Regions from separate parts of the Mus musculus genome. Here region 2 is linked to region 1. The links are chromatin contacts, called in public HiChIP or PLAC-seq maps. All regions are on one chromosome and are shown on one strand. Each heading gives the region's core, a stretch centred on a gene start, on an enhancer-like site or on the middle of the called end of the contact. The rest is flanking DNA. Distances are from core to core; before and after follow the strand shown. Region 1 holds the start of Tmprss2 (transmembrane protease, serine 2). Region 2 has its middle 15 kb from the start of Gm41512.

Evidence for each region. HiChIP or PLAC-seq counts read pairs in DNA pulled down with a chosen protein or histone mark.
Region 2: an HNF4G HiChIP or PLAC-seq map of pancreatic cancer cells shows a contact between it and region 1. The contact joins the enhancer-like site here to the promoter of Tmprss2 in region 1. A contact is called at or near these places in 1 of 39 promoter capture datasets (trophoblast stem cells), 4 of 484 Hi-C or Micro-C datasets (the AML12 cell line, colorectal tumor organoids, olfactory sensory neurons and 1 more) and 3 of 115 datasets of contacts at active chromatin or transcription factors (embryonic stem cells, extraembryonic endoderm stem cells and pancreatic cancer cells).

The regions. Positions count from the first base shown.
Region 1 is chr16:97,606,964-97,613,444 of GRCm38.p6, reverse strand. It overlaps Tmprss2 (transmembrane protease, serine 2), which reads left to right and starts at 2,250. Exons shown (of 14, transcript NM_015775.2): 1 at 2,250-2,426.
Region 2 is chr16:97,682,948-97,689,428 of GRCm38.p6, reverse strand. No RefSeq gene overlaps it. Among named protein-coding and RNA genes, the nearest start is that of Gm41512, 15 kb to the right of the region's middle. Within about 2 kb of position 3,303, at least 33 of the 459 cell types and tissues checked have an H3K27ac peak or open chromatin away from gene starts, as enhancers often do. A contact at or near this core is called in the AML12 cell line, colorectal tumor organoids, pancreatic cancer cells and 1 more, where this site is marked.

The DNA of each region.
Region 1 (6,481 bases), core at 1,001-3,500:
CACATTATAAAAGGGTAAGGTGGAGGTACATACCTAGAACACCTGTAAGGAGGTACAGGAAGGAAGATAAGAAGGTCAAGGTCACGGCCAGGCATGGTAGCCCATGCCTTTAATCCCAGCACTAGAGAGGCAGAAACAGGTAGACCTCTGAGTTTGAGGCCAGCCTGGCCTACAGAGTGAGTTCATCAGCTTTGGTTGTGTGAGACCCTAACTGAGGCACAGGGGTTAAGGATGACGGAAGGGAGCACACTTAGGGAAAAGGACAATAAAACACTCAAGAATGGGTGTGGCTTCTTGGAGAGAGTCAAGCTTAAGAGCTTTTACAACAGTCATAATAGACAATATTAGTGACTTCTGGAGTTACACCTCAAAGGGCTGTTAAGGAAGTTCAGTGACATTAGTTGGCTTCTGAGGTGCCTATGGATTGCAGCTCATATGGTAAAACTCTTGGTCACAGGTTGCACAGAAGTCAAGATATTTTAACAAGAAAACTAAAGTTTATAGTCTTGTTTGTGAGGTTACCAGAAAAGGGGGTGAAAAAAAGATCAGGTTTACATCTGGGAAAGAAATAAGGCAACCTCACAAGTTCAGACCCTAATCATGATCCGTTGCTATTTTCACATTCTTATTTGAAACACCTTCCTATCAAAAAACCATCAGCTACACAGGCATATCCACAGATGACTGTCAAGTGTGTGGCATTCTTGACTGGCTGGAGAGAGATTTCAATCCACTGTACCCCAAAGGAAGGGGCTTCTTTGCCTTCTATTGTCTCTTTATCCTGCCTCAAGTTCACCAGGTCTAGGGCTGATCTCTTCCAGATATAACTTTACAAACATGCATGTTAAGCACCTTTCCAGACAGGACCGATGAAGAGTGGGAGGGGAAAAGAGTCTCGGGGAAGACAGGAAAGGCTCGCAGGGTGAGCAGCCATGGTGCGCTAGCACATTCCTAATGTTCTTCTTCTGCCTCTATTTTGAGTTAAAACAACTTGTGTTGACTTGTGTGTCGTGTGGATGCAACGAGAGTTTTAGGGCAACAATACTTCATAAGTGCCTGTTACTAAAGTGGGAAAATGCTCTTGAATCATGGGTAATCTATTCTTTTAAAATGACACAACAGCTCTCCAGAAGAAAGATCATTTTAATTCATGTGGGCATGGAGAGAGGCCCTGCAAAACTCCATAAAATTCTCCACTTCGAATGCCCTTCTTGCTCTGAACACCTTTGACCCCAGCACGTGGGAGGCAGAGGTAGGCCAGTCTGGTCTACAGAGTAGATTCCAGGACAGCCAGGGCTACACAGTAAAACCTTGTCTCAAAATAGAAAAACTGATCCGAGACTGTGAAATTGTCCAAGGACCTAGGCTTATCACTCCACCAGATGATAAAGAGAAAAAGTGATTTACTTCTTCGGTAGATTGTGAAGGTAAACTATGGGGGTCCATGGGAGCAAACGGGGAGGGGCTAGAGGGGAAAACCTGGGGAGATAAATAAAAGTTCCTATCAAGCAGCATATTCCCGGTGCAGACACCTTTACAAAGAGGACTTTTTTTACTTTTTCTTTTTTTCTTCTAGTTTTGTTATTCTGTTTTTGTAGTTGCAGCTGCCCCAGACAACAGGCGCAGCTTTAATAGAAAAATCATCAGCTCGGTGCTCGCTGGCAGAGAGAGCGCTGCTTGGGACGACTACTCTGGTCTCTTAGAGCCTTATTTAGGCCGGATGTCTCCGGAGTCTGTCAAGTAGCAGAAGACCAGGTCTGCTGTAGACTGCAGTTTCTTTGTCCTCTGACTTCTGCCCGATCCTCTGTACAAGTAACACCTCAGTCTTTGGGAGCTGGAGGCTGGGAATGGGGACTTCTGACCCAAGGGATTTTCTTCAATAGGAAAGCCTGTGCTCACAGGGGAGGGCCCAGGAGCTGAAACACCTACGCTTAAAAGATGTGCCCTGTTGGTGTCCACAGCTCAGACAGAGCCTGTCGGAGTTGGGAATGTAGCCACTCCCAGACTTTCAAGGGACCAGGTTAGCGCTCCCTTGGGGCTTCCTACTTCTTTAATAGTGCAGTCCAAAGACCCGTCGCAGCAGGACCCTGGAGTTCCCATGGGTCTGGGCCTCAAGGGTCCGCTGGTCCGGAGGCGGGTCGCTGCTAGGGGAATGCCTAGAGTCCAGTTTGATCTCTCGGTGCTAGGGGAGGAGCGCTCCCTGGGCTTCCCTCGGGGAAACTCCTCCTCCTCCTCCTCCCTCCTGGACAGCCTTTCCTGGCCGTTCCCTCCTTCTGGCCGAGGTGCCTGCGTTTAGGGGTGTCACCCTGGCTCCCGGGACGCCGCCTCCGGAGATTTAAGCGAGAACTGGAGTAGGTCGTGTACTTGGAGCGGACGAGGAAGCCAAGAGCTCGGACAGAGGCGGAGAGGGGCGGGAAGCGCAACAGGTGAGTAGCGCGCCTGACAAGCTCCGGTCCCGGCACAGAAAAGGAAATGGGGTGACCTGGGTCCGTCCGGCGGTGCCGGGCCTGGGCGTCTAGGGTACAAGTGAGTTAGGAGAGGCCAAGGCACTACAGGTGCGACCGTCTGACTGATTCGCCCGAGTGTACGTCCTGGGGACTGGGAAGGGGTCCCGACGACCCCGATTCCGTGACGCGCGGCAGAGATCCCAGATCAACTCTATAGATTCGAGCGGCTTGGCTTGTGGTCTTGCGGATCCCTGACTAATAGCTTGGAGAAGAGAGTTCCTGGGGGCCGGGGTCCTTCAGTGGAGCAAGCCCTTGGCTCGCGTCACGTGCTGATATCCTTTCCTAGAGCGCAGAGCTAGAGGTTTGTCCGCAGTTCTCTTTGTTTCGGGAAAATCTCGGCAGTCGGGCTGGTTACCTGAACTCCTTCCGCTCCTTGGTCTCTACAGAGGTGGAGAGAAACTGAAAACTGGCTAAGATGCCAAGGGCCGATACAGGCGGCGCTGCTGGGCCCTGGGGACCTTGGCAAGACGGGAATTGTCCGTCACCTGTGGGAAGGGAGTGCTCAGCCATCGCGTGCGGTGACCCGAGGCGACGGTGCGGGCCCGCCTTGGCTTTGAGAATTCACTGGAATGGGCCTTGGAGGAGCTGGTCCTGGGGCAGCAGGCCGGGCTGCCAAGGGCGAGCTGTCTACTGGGAAAAAGGGTGACCACCTGGGCATTTAATTGGGACTTGGGGCAGTGGCAGGGTGACCCAACGTACTAGGCTGGCAGAGGACGCGGTGTGCGAGTCCAGTTGAAGAGATTAACTGTCCCATGGTCTGAAAGTTTTGTGTGTCCATGCCCCAGAGGATGTGGGTGGCTTGTGGCTGGGCTTTTGGTTGCTAGGAGCCCAGGTACCTTCACAATGGCCCCTAATTCAGTTCAGAGCATGCAAAGGACTCTAGTAGCTTATTTAAGGGAGAAGAACACCTTAAATGTACTAAGAAAGCAGGGATCCCCACAAGGTTGGGCTTGCAGACCTTTTATGCAAATGCTTACCTTAGTCCTGGGGCTAAGATAAGCCATCTAGAATTGGCTCCTTCAACACTCAGTGGGCAAGAGCCAGGCATTGTGGAAAGTTCCAAAGGGCAGGCCACTTGCAAGGTGTAAAATCCAAAGTGAGGTGGGGGTTGTTTACCTGGTTTGGGAGGAGGGGAGAGATTCTCCTGCTGGTGAGGGTAAGGACAGCTTCCTTCCTGGTAGGAAGGCTAGGGGTAGGGGCTGGGCAGTTTCATGAGGACACAGGGACCGAAAGATCCCAGGCTACTAAGCTACTGCAGCGGTAGGTGGTGAAGGACCTCCAGGCAGGCAAGGTGGCCCACTCCCCACCTTTACCTGCCTCTACTGAAGAGGTGCTTAGGATCTTTCTCAAGTGACCTGACTAGTCATATGATGTTAGAATGAAAACTCAAAAGCCACAGGTGTGGTGAGATTTATCTTTAATTCCAGAACTTGGGAGGCAGAGGCAGACACATCTGGCACTCTGTGAGTTCAAGGCCGTCCAGGCTACCCAGTGAGACCCTGTATAAAGAGAGAAGGAAGAAAGAGGAATGAAACTGAAGAGTGTCATCACAGCATGAGACTAATTGAAAGAATTGAGAGGTGTTCTTGTGGATTGGACTCACATCTCAGATCTTTTTAGGCATCTGTGGCCAATGCTTTCAGCTCGTACCCAGGTTTGGTCTTACACACATGCACATGTGCACACACACACACGCACACGCACACGTGCACATGTGCACACGTACATGCACACCTTTAGGGTCAGTTTTCTTGGAGTCCAGTGCAGAGAGCCTTGCCTGTGGCAGTATAGTCATTGGAGGAGGAAGTTTGACCATACTGTAGAATAGCTACACACTTCATTTCTTCTAGCTGGACAACATAGTGAGTTCTTCATAACCTATTTGCCTCAGCTACAGGGAGGCTGATGCAAAGGCTAGGTAGTATTAGGGCCCAAGAATCGCTGAAGGAAGACCCCAGACTCAAATAGTATGCAAAGGCAAAGAGTGTTTATTCTGTAGAAATTACCAGCATGTGGGGTGGAGGTGGGGATGGGAGGGGTCAACCATTCATCAAAAAGGTGACGACTTGAGGGGCTTACAGGCTAGAGGAATTTTCCAGAAGGGTTAGGTTACCTCTGATTGGTAGGGGCAAAGCAGTGACATTAGTACAATTTTGATTGGTTGCTAAGTTTCTCTTTATTTGGTGAGGGCTTGAAGAATTTGTCAACCAGCTCAGTTCTGACCTTGTTATCTCCTCTAGTCAGGCGTCCCAGGAGCTGTCTCAGTTCCAGACTTATTCTCCCTAAGTCAGGGCTGTCATTAACTAAATGTCATTAGCCATTGTCAGTGGCTCCTTCTGAGGAGCCAACATGCTTCCCAGGGAATTGACATTTTTATTCCCAAGGTTTTTGGATCTCTCAGTAGCTTGTCTGGTGCCTCTATGGGATGAAAGGGGCAGAATCAGTGCAGAACACAGGGTAGCTGCCTTAGTAGGTCAGTGCTATAAGCATTGGGAGCTCAGGGAGAGGTGTGCACAAGAGGCTTTGTTGGCCATAGCTGGACCTAAGGCTGTACAGTCTCAATTCCTTTTCCTCCCGTTAGTCCTGAGGTCACACTGTGGCAGCAAGTCAAAAGAGGAGGAGAAGAAAAGTGAGAAAGAAGACTAGGGAATGTAGACACCTCAGGTGCTCTAGGGCCAGGCAGCCATGCTGCTTAACCTCATAGGCCTACCTCTGTCTGCAGCCCCACTGTGGTCAGGACCTGGAATTACTGAATGAACCAGAAGGTTGCCTCTCTGGGTTACAAGGTCACTGACTGACAGACACTTGCGCAACTATCCTGCAGGCAATGAAGTGTGAATATGTGAAGTATGGATTTCCAGTACCTTCTTCTTTATTGCCTAAGCAGAGGCTCTCCATGATGAGACCAGCCTGGGACCAGGACTTAACCAAGAAATGGCAACTAAGAATCTGGTTGACTATATCACTCTTTACATTTAAGTATTAAGGGGAGCCTAGAAGGTCTTGGGGGAGGGGGCTTTCCTTAATGTGAGGTCATTGCCCTCATCCCAAGTATTCTTCCAGCCTTGAAAGTGGGGACCAGGAGTTTTGGTAAGCTCTGCAGAAAGTTCTATGTCTGGGAACTCTTGCTCATCCCAAGTGCTGGGCATTAAGGAAGAAAGGAAAGATGGCTGGTCAGACAAGTGGCTGAGCAGTTTAGGTTCCCGAAAGACTGGAAACTGGCCCTGTTGGTGGGGAGGGCAAAGGAGACATCTGGGGATGGGCAGGAGAGCCACACAACTTGTCAGAGGCTTTTCCATCCACTATCCTCTCTGAATTGTTCCCTTAGCTGTCCTTAAGGTTGAAATTGCTAAGCCTTGGTTGTTCAGGCTCCTCCCCACTTTCTAGAATACTCCCCAGGGGCCCTCCTACGCTGCCCCCAGGACCAGCTCAGGGACTGTTAAGAATTGCAATTCAGGAATTCAGAAGTATCATGATCCTAAAAGCTGAGACCTGCAAAGGCTGACTTGGGAAGTCTTTATGTGCAGTTCCCAGGTATAGTGGACCTGGTAATGAAGGAGGGTGGTTCAAGTATACCTCATTCCAGGGGCAACTGTGGTCTAAACCTGCCTGTGCGTTCCTGGGAAGGGACAGGGTCATTTATGTCTCATCTGATCACTGTGGCCGTTCTAAGGGATGACCCCTGGAATAGACTTGGGATTCTGGAAGGGAGTGGAGCTGAGCCTAGGGCTGCTTCTCCCAGCAGGAGAAAGAAATAGGAATGCATAGGGGTATGTTGGGCAATGGCAGGTCTTGAAGGAGAATCCATGTAGGATACTGGAGGGTATGTATATCGTCAGTGACCTACACTGTGCACAGGGTAGCCTTTTAAGAGGTCAGGTGACCCAGAGACTCTCTCTGTTCCCAGTGGAGGCAGTGGGGGAGGGGAGGAGTTCTGCATGCCTTGCTTGTGTACACAGGTGAGCCATCAGGCA
Region 2 (6,481 bases), core at 2,054-4,553, 75 kb before region 1:
GGGGACAAAAAGTAATGCCCCCCCCCACTCGCCTGAAGGCAGCAGCCATCACACCTGCTCTGTCACTCCAGTATAGAGACTCTTTTCTGCCCTTATCTTCTAGGCTACCATAAGCATGATCCTACCTTAGACTTACTACCTCAGTCACAGTTACATCCACAATGGTGACACCATGACCCACAGAGACTTGCTCTCTAAGTGCCCTTGTCGTTGACCTAGCACCTCTGATTGTGAGGTGCTAGGTCAACATGGAGGTCATTAACTGGTGGCTTGTACCACCATTTGGGATGAAGATAATGTCCGTCAGTAGCCTGCAGCCTCTCCTTGTCCCCATAACAGCTAGTCTGTGTCCTTCTATACCTTCGGTCCTTTGTGAATTCCACCCCAGCATCATGCCCAGATCTCTTTTGTCTGTCTGTCTCTGAGACTCACTTTCCCTAGCAGAATATGCTGTGCAGCTTATTGGTTTAAGTATTAAAAGATGGCCAACCTCTCCTTTTGTACTCTTGAGAACTCTGAGGTACCCCACAGGGCCAGCTCGCTCTAAGAGTGTCACAGATAGAGCTCTAGAGATTTTGCTGTGGGAAGCAAAACCCTAAGAGAGAACTACAGAGAGAAACAGGCTATACCAAGTCACCATGTTACCTACATGTCACACAAAGGACATCAGGATAGCCATAGAGGAGTTGCCTGACTGAGCTCAGCCTAGCCCACAGCTCATGAGGGAGTTTGTATAATGGCTGTTTTCCCTGTGAGGTTTTCAGGTGACTGTCACATGTACTTTCTCTCTGATCTAGTGTCAGATGCTGCTCCCTGCAGTCCCTCATTCTACTGTGCTGGTCCCTTGCTGCTCAGACAGTGTGTGTTTCACAGATACTCTAAGTGTCTGGAGGATGAGTGGAAAACTGTAGACACTAGGTAAAAACGTCTTATGAAGGAAGGATATAAGGGAAAGAGGAAAGGAGACAAGGAGAGATGAGGGGAAGCAGGTCACCTGAGAAGGACTGGGCTGGAGCTCAGGGCAGAGTACCCGACTGGCATGCCGGAGGCTCTAGTTACATCTCTAGCACCACAGACAACAGCCAATCAAACACATGGCAGGCTGCCCAACATACCATAGAAGACCCATAAAATAAATTTCACATTCCACAAATGCCCTTTGCAGTGAGCAGGGCTGTGTGTGAGAATGGAGGTGAGGAACAGACGGCTCTACTCACTTAGCCTTGCTTGGGCTGGCCTGGCTCTAATCTGAGGTGTCCACATAAGCTGTCCTTTTGACATTCCAACGTTTCAACTGTCTTTCCCTGGTTCAGGATGATAATAAGAAGGGAAACCTCATGTCTCCTCATATTAGCAAGAGTACCTAGTGAGACAAGTCTCAGCCACAGCAATGCTATGCCACTGTTGGGTTCAGGGGTAGAGAACATCCTAGGAGGAAGCTCACCCAATGCTGTTTTTTTTTTTTTTTTTTTTTGAGCTGAGGTTCTCCCACATGATGCTGGTACTGGAGAACACTGGAAATTAGCTTACATATAGATTCTTGCCCAGCCTTAGGCAGACTCAAAACACCTGATGGGAACATACATGTGTCAGCTGGCCCTTTCGAGTCTGTTGCTGATGGCTCCAGGACCACCCTGTGTAAACTGCTCTCTGGGAACCTATCCTTTTTCAGAGTTCTATGCTGTTGAAGATGGTGGGAGGGAATGCCCTGGGAGCCAGCCAATGGGTTCATTTTCAGGAAGTTGCCCACCTTGGGCTCCTTTCCCAGGGCCCGCATGTGGCTGCTTGCACCATGATTCCCTAGAAGACAACTCCTAGGAATCATGAGGTCAGAGGGTCATGTCACTACAGAGGCTCTAGTGCCTCTTCCTGCTCTTTCCTCCTACCTTTGCCACCACAGAGGAGCACAGTGCATGGGCCAGGGTAAGAAGGATGAAGAAGGGCTCATAGAGTTCCACAAGGTAGGGCAAGGGATCTCTGTGACAAGCATGGACACCAGCTCACATTTGTCCTACCGTTTTATATCCTGCCTTCTGTATCCTGGCTATAAATGATGGCAGAGCTAGGCTTTGTTACAGAGGCATGACAGAGACATCCCTGGATAGGTTGGCAGATGGATGAATGAGTGGGTAGGTGGATGGAGATTTAATGGAAGGTAGAGAGGTAAATAGATGGAGTAGAGTGGGTAGATACATGGGTAGATACTAATTAAATGGATGAATAGTTGGTAGATTCATGGATGCTGGAAGGATTGAAGGGTGAATAGGCAGATGAGAAATGGGGAGTAGGTTATGGATGGGTGAGCAGGTGGATGATAGGTGGTTGAATGTGCAATTCTCACCTATGGGGTCTGAGGCTTGGGTTTAATGCTCACACTCTTGCCAGTCTATCACTGTGGAGGTAGAATGCCTAGTGAAGGGTGTTATCTGGGAGGATTGAATATGATAGGAAGAAGATGTGAGGGGCAGGAGAAGGATGATGATGTGGTGGGTGGGAAGACAAAGCAACAACACGGTGGAGGGAGACAGAGAAGGGGATAAGGAAAGCGGCTAAAGTAAACTGAGTCTAGTCGCTTTGAAGTTTCCCCCGTTGCAAGCCCAATTATGTCTAATAACAGCTTGCAGCAACTTGGCACCTTTCCCCTGGAGCTCAAAGCCTTCCCTGACATTCTTCAGAGGGAAGAGGAGGTGTGTTATTACTGTCACCAGTTAATAATGAATAAATGAGATCCAGGGAAGTGGAGGAGCCCAAAGTTACAGGCTTCTGGATCAGGGGAGGGACTAGTCAGAAGAAGCATATCTCTCTACAGCCTGAACATTGCCAGACCTTCTGAGTTACATACCTGCCTTGCCTGAGCTTTCCCAGGGCCAGTGAGAGAATCAGAATTTGTAAGTCACAGATTGCCATGAAACACTGTGAGTTTGCAGCTATGACAAGCTCTTTCACCAAGTCTGTCCTAAGCCACTGGTTGCATCAAAGCTAGGACCATCTGAGGGCGAATTTGGATTGTAGGGGCCAAGGTTACTCTTTGGGAAATGACCCAGGGTCCATGAGGCATGATACAGCCTCCTAGAAACCTGTAGGCTTTTCTTCCTTTCTTGCACAGGTACTCATGGCTTCAAGAAGCTTGGCTCCTCTGATCTCAACTTCTCATCTTGTCCCTCTCTTTGATGAGTGGGTTCCACTATTCCATGGGACCCACCCCTTCCCAGTCTGCTCTTCTAAATCTCTCTTCCCTGCAAGCACTTAACCACAGTCTTCTCTGTCACCAGGTCAGGGGCTGTGGGTTCTGCTGGAGGACAGAGGTAGGTGGTTGGCATTCCTGGCACCTGAGTCATAGGTAAACTGTTAAGGCAGCTCCACCCAGCAGCCCTGCTCCCCCTCCTTGTGAAAAACAACCAGAGCAAAGCAGCCAAGAATGTCCCTGAAGGGCCAACTTATGGGTGTTGTTTTTTGGCTTCCTTTCTAGAAGCACTCTTTGTATCTTTATTGAAATGAGAAAAATGTAGTGTTATTGATCTTCAGTGGCTGCAGGGAAGTCTTGTGCAGACTGGCACAGGGCTGTTGATCATCTGGGCCTGGGGCAAGGAGTCACTGAGGGCTCTTCCTGAGTGTTCCCAGGCTCTGCTGCTGAGCATCTGGTAAACACAAGCTACTGGAGTGCAAGCTGTGAGCAGAGGGTGAAGGTGGTTCATAGACCAACGTGCATGGACTCCATGAGGCACATGGGTCTTTCTGTTTCAGTAGTGATCTGGAGCCACATGGAAAGACCCCATACTCTAGATATGAACACTGCAGTGCTTGTTAGGCAAAAGATTGACCCATCCATGGAAGATACATGGGTGGGAGATGATATATGGATGGTGGATGATAGATGGCTGATACGTGGATGATGAATGACTGGTGGATAGATGGGGAAATGGATGAAGGAATGGATGGTCATAGAAATAAGATCCTGGGTAATGAGGAGATTTGGGATTCTGCCAAATTCTCATTTGTAGCAGGGTGTTCAATGAAATGTTTATAAAGGCCAGGCTTCAGTATGAACTGTAGATGGAATTGCCTGTACTTCTTTCTGCTCAGCAGCCTACCCAAGACCTGAGCATGGAAGGGTAGGCAACAGAACGGGTAACATTGGTGGCCAAGGGAAGAAGGGTACTCAAAAGGATGAGCGGCCTGAGAGCAGGGTAGAGTGGCCTTTCGTTCCATGGCTCTCTGCCTGCTTCTCATGCCAGCTGCACCAGCCAGGCTGGCATTCCTGAGAGTCTAACCTGGGTTCAGCCCTGTTGTTTTGACAGGGCCTTCAGGTGACCCAATGATATCTGTCCTTTCACTGGATGCCTTTCATCCAGTGCAGAGAGCTATGAGTATCCTGCCATCTTACAACTGACACAAAACCAAGGCATCTAGAGTGGGCCCTTTCAAACTGCTCTGACATGGTGAGCTGCCAGTGAAGGCTTTGGATCAGGATGGGAGGAGGGACTGGAGGGAGCCCTGTCTTTGGTCACTGGTTCTCTGGAGTGGGCAGCTAGTAAAGACTGAGAAGAAGGTGCTAAGTGCAGCCTGCCCAGCCAGGCCTCCAAGCCTTCTTATGTAGCCGCTGACACCTACACAGGCCTATAGTAGCACTCCCTGTCAGAGGTAGAGAGGCTTCTATCTACAAGCGAATGAACAGAAGCTTTGAGTTCCCCAAATGGCCTGGCAACTGGAAGTGTTCAGAGCTTCTGGAAGCTATAGAGTATGGCAAGGACATCACTATTTTGTCACAGTTAAAACAGGACGAATGGTGAGGTCAGATTGCCATCCACAGCACAGAGGGAGAACTTGAATTCCCAAACTCTGACTACCTTTTGTGCTTGTCCATATTCTAGGTGGGAATTGACATTTGGATCTTAATTTAACCTAATCATTTTTCTTCTTTTAAAAAGAGGTCCTTAATCCAGACTTTAGTTCTGGCTGCTGGTATATTTATACCAGAATGGCAACAGACACAAACTTGAAGGAAGACCCAGCCAAGTGTTGGGGCCTATGCCTGCATAACTGGAGTTTCTCAGGGTCACATTTTCTACCTTGGGCTCTGACTTGTAGCTACTTACACTATATATGCTAATTATGTTCCCCCCAAATACTCTTTGCACAAGACAGGCTGCACATAGCTTCTGGGAACCTGTCCCTGGTTGGTTCTGATTGGTAAATAAAGATGACAGCAGCCAATAGCTGGAGAGAACAGAGAGATGAGGGATTTTAGGATTCCCAGGCTTGGGATGGGGAGGAGGAGAAGGAGAAAAAGGAGAAGGAGAAAGAGAAGGAGGAGGAGATTCACCATGCTGGGAGAGTGTGGAGGAGAGGAGAGGTGCTATGCTTGAGAAGAGTGGAGGACAGAGAGACATAGCTGCCATGTGAAGGAGCCAGGAGAGCCCAGCCCAGAGGGATGCCCAACTGGCTCCAGGGCAGCCAAGATAGAACATAGAATTAGGAAGTAATAACTCAGGATTCTTGACAGGAGGTAGATTAACAGCACAGAAGTTAGGCAGGGGCCCAACTATTGCGTTGTTTAAGGCATATAAAATATAAAGGCTGTATGTGTGTCTTTCATTCAGGAACATGAACCATTGAGGTGGGTAGCAAACCCACCTTCAGGATTTATTAATTAAAAAAATATTTCAGCACTGACTAGGCAGGTTGCTGCCTCTTCATAGGCTCCCAAAATGGGCTGCTGACCTAGATGGCCCCAGTGGGCCTCTACCTGGGTCAGCTCTAGACATCACAGTCCCCTTAGCCCACCTATCATGGAAGACACTGAAAAGTCACTTGTGGCTGGGAAGGCTAACAGCTAAGTTGCTATTGACAGACACTCCTGTGGGCCACAGTGAGAGAGATGCATTTTCTCCTGTTGACTGAATTGTGTCCCACAGAAGCAAATTCCTGTCCCACCTCTCAGTGGGGGTTGCCCTGTGTCCTGGTCCAGAGGCCTGATGAACTCAGTAAAAATACACTACACATCTGCTTTCTAGTCAGGCCTGCTCAGAAGCCTCAAACCCCATCATATAGGTCCCGGGCCACACAGGCAGATCTGGAGAGGAGCCTATTTGTTACACACCGTTGACATTTTTTGTCACCAAGGTGATGCCAACTCCACACTCAGATACTCTCCAGAAAGAGCACAATCCACATTCCTTTCAAGAGGTCCCAGAGTACCAGGATTGCAAACATTGTCCTTCCCAGAGATGTCATTTCAGGGTCTGATGTGCAGCACTCATGCCCAATGTGAACAGGTGGTTTCAGGTGTGGGTGTTCTCTTCCTGCTCCAATCCAGGACCTCATACAGACCTTTATGTCTGCCCCTACTCTTTTGTGCAGTGGTTGAATTGTGTCCCTCAAAGTCATGTTCCAAGTCATAAGCCCAGTACTGGGCAGTGGGTATTTGCATACCAAATCTTTACCAATACGATCAAAGACAGATGAGGGCACACTGAACCTA